Linked DNA regions of Mus musculus: region 2 is linked to region 1. Evidence: chromatin contacts called from public Hi-C data. All regions are on one chromosome and are shown on one strand. The core of a region is the stretch at or near the end of the contact, and the rest is flanking DNA. Distances in the headings are between cores, read along the strand shown. Region 1 has its middle 140 kb from the start of Otor. Region 2 holds the start of Pcsk2os2 (proprotein convertase subtilisin/kexin type 2, opposite strand 2).

Region 1 (3,159 bases), core at 177-2,676:
TGTTGTTAGTGGTAGCAGGTGGAAGGCAGGAAAACAGTGAAGAGGTTGTAGCAAGAGAGATGGCTAGGCAGAGTGCAGCCGTAGGATCCTCACCAGAAGGAAAACATGAGATGCGTGAGTAGAGAGAATTCAGAGAGGGGCCACTTTCTTACACACACAGACTCCAGATCAGAAAGAGAAACAGATGGGGAGAAGATATAAAAGTGATCAACATTCAACAGATGTAAAATTATGCCCAATTACAGAGAAGGAAAGGAGAGACAAGTCAGGTGTGTTTATTCACTGATGGTGCCATTACTCCCCCCTTTCCCCAATGCTTTTTCCAGACAGGGTTTCTCTGTGTAACCTTGGATGTTCTGGAACTCACTCTGGAGACCTGGCTGGCCTTGAACTCAGTCTGCCTGCCTCTGCTTCTCAAGTGTCGGGATCAAAGGTGTGCCCAGCACTACTTCTTAGGTAAAGTGGCTTTCTTCGAAAGTGCTGCCTGGACTCAGTCCCTCTAGACTCGTGCTTATCAAAAAGTGAGAGAAGCGAAGCCATATGTAGAGCCCAAGGACTATCTTCCAGGAGGTCTTTGCCATGCACTGGGCACCATGTCCAGAGTGGTATGCGACCTGCCTGCTTGGTGTGCACTCTCCTGCTGAGGATGATGTGCAAGGAGACCTGAGCTGACACCTGCTCTGTATGACAGATAGCAAAGGATCCCATATTGCAGTAAAATTGGACACTGTAGTGATGTCTTGACCATGTCAGGATTCTCTGTCTAACCATGGAAAGATTCAGAGAGGAACAGAGATATCAATGCTATAAAGGAGAAACTCTTTAGGGCTTCAAGACAGCCTGCCCCACAATGTATGCTCAAACAGAAATGCCCTTCCTTGGCACTCATCAGGTTTGTGATTGTGGAGCTTCTGACTCTGGCAATAGTTGTAGTTCCCAGGGTGGCCCTCCCACCTCAGCCCTCTGTCACAACCTGCCACTAGGGTCATTTTTCACTACCCAACTTGCAAGCAAATTGTGCATCCTTGTTCAAGTAGGATGGGATAGGATCTTATCAAACAGGACTTACCAGCTGGAACCAGAAAAAAAAATATGTCCATCTGGCCTGGGCAATGTGCCCTCCTGGAAAATTACTGAATAGTGCCAACTTCTGTAAAAATACATTCCTTAAAATGCCAGCAGAAGGCAGAGACTTATGGAGACATGAAGAAATTATGCAGCCTGTGCAAATCCCCATCTATCACCAGCCCTGAGTAATGGGAATAAATGCCCACCCAGCCTCAGTGCCAAGAACATTAATAATTAGTTCATGGGAGCTGTCACTCAGGAATGTCCTGGCGGTGGTTCAGATTCCAGGCATGAGGGGATGTGATGCCAATGCACGGAGCCCACAGAGCAATGAGACATTTTGTTGTGCGTGGGTGGGCTGTCAGAAGCAACCCTCTCTCTACAGAGAGGCAGTGAGAAGTGACGACTTTGGGTCCAGGGATCTTGGCGAGTTAATCTAGCTGCCTTTTTTGTTCTCCCTGCATGCTTTGCAGAACTCTTGGTAGTGAGATCTTCCTCCTGAGGAATAAAGACAGCCAATCAATGCTCATCATAGAACTTTCTTGCCTCTTTCTGAGGCCATTGCCTGCCATGGTTGCTGAAAAGCCTCTTAAGTGACCACTCAAGGTCCTCCTCATGTTCCATCTTACCCCATGGTATGGGCTGGTGTGTCCTCTGAAAATGTATGTGTTCTAACCCCCGTGTTTCAGACTGTGACTGAGTTTGGAAGTAGAGTCTGTAAGGAAGCAAGTGGGTTAAAGTGATAGCAATTAAAGGACATCCGATTTGTATCATCTTAAGAAAAAGATATTTGGACATAGAACAAAGGCTAGACTACATGGGTATAAAAGATAAAAGGCGTCTGCTGTGCCAGCTCAGAAAAGAAGCCAGAGGAAACGAGGCCACGCAATACCTTCTTCTTCGACTTCCAGCTTCCAGAACTGTGATAAGTAAATAACATTGTGTTGTTTAAGCTCCCTTGCCTGTGTTTGTGAGGTTTTATTATGGTGTCCTAGCTGACAGCTGCAAATCTTTTTACTTGCTCCTTAGGCACTGAACTGCCCTTCAGCTGTCTCTCTAATGAACTTTGAAATGTTGACCACAGTAATGAAGTTACTATCAAATATGACCCATGGCTATTATGTCCTGTCCTCATCTGTGTCTTTTTAAATTCACCTCTTGAATTCAGGACTTTTCGCATGTTGAGCCAGTTGTACATTCAGCCTTTCTTCATCCTTCTTCCTGATTTCCATGTTTTTGTTTTTGTTTTTGGTTTTTTTTGTATTTTCACTTTTATGGAGAGTGTTTCACCAAGGTACCAGGCTGACCTAAAACTCACAATTCTCAGTCTTCCTTGCACCTAATCTCCCATTTTGGATTCCCACTTTCTGATCCCTTTACCCATGTTCTTCCCCTAATAACTGTTCCTCAAGTCAAATGCAGGTCCTCTTCTCCATAAGGCCTTCCTTATTTCCCAGGCTGATGGTCCATTGTCATTGAGCTTACGGAGGATAACATCTGACTTGCTTTTGTATTGTCTGTTGCTTCTGGAGTACTGCTTTGTACATTACAAGCCCATATCTGTTATGTAACTAAGAGAAAAACAGAGAATGGGGCTGTAGGAGGGAGTATATGATGCCCTGCCTGGGAATGTGTATGTTTGAAGAGCTGACATGGGATAATAATGTTAACCAGGCTTCTGTGATCAAACCAATGTGGGTACAGCACACACCCTCTTCCTGTACACCTCTTACTTTCCTGTCTCTTGTCTTTCCCCATAGGAGAACCATTTCTACCTCCATTATGGAATTTCTGGGTAGATGAGTGAGAGGCACATGTGCAAAGCATATGCCCTTGCTTTGCTTTGTCTAGAAAAATAAAGTTCCAACAGGTAAGAATCAGAGGCCACGGGCTGGGCCTCCCATCTCTGCGGGAAGCTCTCACTACCCAAGGAGTCCACAAAGAATCCTGTGGTACATTTGGATGAAAAACAATGGTTTCCCCTCTCCCTTAATCATAAATACGAAGAAGCAAGATGAAGAGTGGTGATTCTCGGGCATTCAAGTCATCAAGTCTAATAAGGGAACTCTACATCTTATTTAAATGCTTCAT
Region 2 (3,142 bases), core at 100-2,599, 570 kb after region 1:
CTTCTTAACACGTGACTCACCTCATGATTGACAAAAAGCATGCTTCCAACCCAGGACCAGATGACAGTGGATGTGGTGTGTTTTGGCACCTAAAGCTGGAAGGGTCAGGCAAGTCTGCAACAAATGCCTCTGTCCACATATGCAGTGCAGATCTCATTGAAACAGGGCATCCCTGGGCGGCTCCTGTCATTTACCATGCCTCAGAATGTCACACCTCAGAGCTGGATCCTTCTCTTTGCTCCATCTGTAACCTCCCTGCCTGCAACTGAACAGCCTTCTCAAGTGGGATGGCTCTGCATCACATGCCAAGATTGCTGGAAAGGAAGAAAAAAATCTTCATGGCTTACCTTCAGACAACAGCATGCAAATATTTTGGAGAGGAGAGTGCACCGTGCAGTGGGGAATATGTTTTCTCATTTGACTTTTTCCTGGGCTTTGTTTCAAGATAACACTTTTTAGACAGTTTTGGGATGCTTTGTAAGTGACAGCATAGTATATAAAAGCAAAGGGCTCCTCTATATCAGTTATTTGACTTACTCTAAAGAAAAACCCACCTGGGAAAGATGATATCATCCACACACAGGAATCTGACTGTGAGTATCACTGAGAGGCAGTTCTTACATTTGTCTTTGACTATTAACATTCTGCAAAGGGGCTTTTTTATGAATATAATAGCCATGGAAATGAGAAAGAGATGAAGAGATGGGTCTCTACTCTTAACAGTGCCCACATTGTTTGGCATAGTCTTTGCCATTCACAAGTGCCTATCATCTGCTTCACACACAAACCTCATCTATTTGAATCTTTAGAAATGTCAGTGGGCCACTTCTAAATTTTTTTCAGTAAATGCTTGAAAAGGCATCAAAGAATAGGCAAGACAGAAGGAAAGAGACTAGCAGATGGCATGTCTCGGTGGTCAAGTGCTTTCCTGCCAATCACAAGGCTCTGGGTTTGGTCTGCAGAATCCCAGGAAAAGAATGACCTCTTTGCCCTTGGTTTGTTGCCTCTTTAACTCTGTAGTGTACATATTCGGTTTATAGTTAAAGCGTTTTTCACAGTATAGCTGGGAAGTTGGTAACGGAGATTCTGCATGGTTAATCTCTACCTGTGCTGGCTAGTTTTGTGTTACCTTGACCATGAGCTAGAGACATTTGAAAAGATAGGACCACCATCAAGATAATGGCTTCACCAGAATGGCCTGTAGGCAGGCCTATGGTACATTTTCTTAAGTAGTGACTGATACAGGAGGGTCCAGCTCACTGTAGGTGCTAGACAGAAGCAGGCTGAGCAGACCATGGAAAGCAAGCTGGTAAGCAGCTGTCCCCCATGGCCTCCAGTGTCCTGCCTTGAGTTCCTGCCTTGACTTCTCTGGAAGAGGGACTACAAATTGTTAACTGAGACAAACTCTTTCCTCCCCTAGTTGCTCCTGGTCACAGTGTTTTATCACAGCAATAGAAACCTAACTGGGACACAGTGTAAGTTTGGGATCTCCCGAAAGCAAACCCTGAGACAAGACTTGAGTTTAAGATCTGAGCTGAACTTGAGTTGAACTCAAGTTCAGGTGTAACCTCAAGCATTCCACCTACACCAACTTCCCCGAAATAACAACTTTGAAGCTTCTTATATATGAATAAGTGCCTAGGCAAAAGCCTTGGCTCATTCCCTAACTAGCTTAGGACTTAAATCTTGTCATTCTCTTCTATGTTCTGCCATGTGACTGGTTAGCTGGTCCTCAGTTACATGCCACCTCTTCCTCTTTGTGTGGGGCTGAACCTCTTCTTCCCCTGTCTCTATCCCTGAATCATCCTCCTCTCCCTCCCCCCTCCTGATGTCCTATCTTCTAATTTTGCTTCAGCTCACTGATCAATCAGCTTCTTATTAACAGATGAATTGTCAACATAGTGCACAAGAGATTATCTCTACATTCAGGATTTGAGTTGATGTTATTTGGGAGGCAAAGTGAGTACCAGGAGCAAATAGGGAGGTGTAACGAGAACCAGAAAAGGTCAGTACAGACCATGTACTCAAGCCAGTCACCTACATGAGCGATAAAAATCATGGGATATCAAAAATCCACGTAGAACATACAGTAAAGGTATATTTATCTTAGCAAAGGAGCTAAGATTTAAAAAGAGGGGTGGGGGGAGTGGCTGTGCCCTACCAGTCAAAGCCAAAGAGCAGGTTCATGGAGAAGCCTTCAGCCTCTTGGGAAGTAACCATACACAAGAGGTTCTGAGGTCCAGGGGATCGAGGATGCCATCTGTCACCTGTCACAGTCAGTGGAGCTCAGCTAAAGCACAATCTAATCAGAGATTCACTGTGTGGATGGAAGAATGCAGTCCTTGCAGGAGGATGAGTGAAGCAACAGACAAGCAAGCCATCAGAGAGCACAGCATCTCATCCTCCAGCATCTTCCGTTCCTCTGACAACCAGAGGAAGAATTCAGACAACACGAGAGAACCTTGACGGTGACAGGACTCGTGAGGTTCTTCTCTCTCATAAAGGGAACACAGACATCCAAGGTAGCCTGGAACATTCTGGCTGGCTCCGATGACTATATCTCAGCGCCATTATTAATCACGTCTAAGGACTGCTACTAGAAAGAGTAAATAATTAGTTTAGGAATAGTTAGCGACAATCTGCAACAATCCTCTGTGGTGCTGATGAGACTGAGTGGGGATGGGGCATAGCACAAGCATTGGGTTTCTGTACTAGAATATATGAAGATGAGTCCCTTACAAGAGACTGGCTCAAGTGCCCATCCAGGAGGGAGGTGTACAGGGCTGGTTGGGAGAAGGTGATTAATCAGGTGCAGGCCAGGCCAAGCCCTGATGCTGCTTGTTGAAATTTAATCAGAGTGTGGGTCAGATACAGTGGCACTAGTGGCAGGGCCTCGGCAGGCGATGGATGCCTCCTGCCACAGAGCACTCAGGGACACCAGTCCTGATTTATCCTCTGAAGCCCAGTAAAGCCTCACATTTGGGGGAGGGCTGCTTGGCATGAAGCCTGCAATTCAGTCTCCGAAATGTTCACATACCATTGCAAATCTTCTCTGCATTTCTGGGACATAAAAGAAATACGGGAAGGCAAAGGCTGTAGGTTCAATGCATTCACAGTCATTTTCAGCTACATAAGGAGTTCA

Evidence for each region. A called contact is a pair of places that touch in the nucleus more often than the background predicts.
Region 2: a contact with region 1 is called in a Hi-C map of cerebral cortex, with 1.7 times the contacts expected there. The contact joins the promoter of Pcsk2os2 here to the enhancer-like site in region 1. A contact is called at or near these places in 6 of 39 promoter capture datasets (the 3T3-L1 cell line, cranial neural crest, embryonic stem cells and 2 more), 1 of 484 Hi-C or Micro-C datasets (cerebral cortex) and 1 of 9 other capture datasets (embryonic stem cells).

What each region holds. Positions count from the first base shown.
Region 1 is chr2:143,216,850-143,220,008 of GRCm38.p6, forward strand. No RefSeq gene overlaps it. Among named protein-coding and RNA genes, the nearest start is that of Otor, 140 kb to the left of the region's middle. Within about 2 kb of position 1,427, at least 19 of the 459 cell types and tissues checked have an H3K27ac peak or open chromatin away from gene starts, as enhancers often do. A contact at or near this core is called in cerebral cortex and hippocampal neurons, where this site is marked.
Region 2 is chr2:143,787,837-143,790,978 of GRCm38.p6, forward strand. Pcsk2os2 (proprotein convertase subtilisin/kexin type 2, opposite strand 2) reads right to left here and starts at 1,350. Exons shown (of 3, transcript NR_040625.1): 1 at 21-1,350. All of the region lies in intron 8 of Pcsk2 (proprotein convertase subtilisin/kexin type 2), which reads left to right.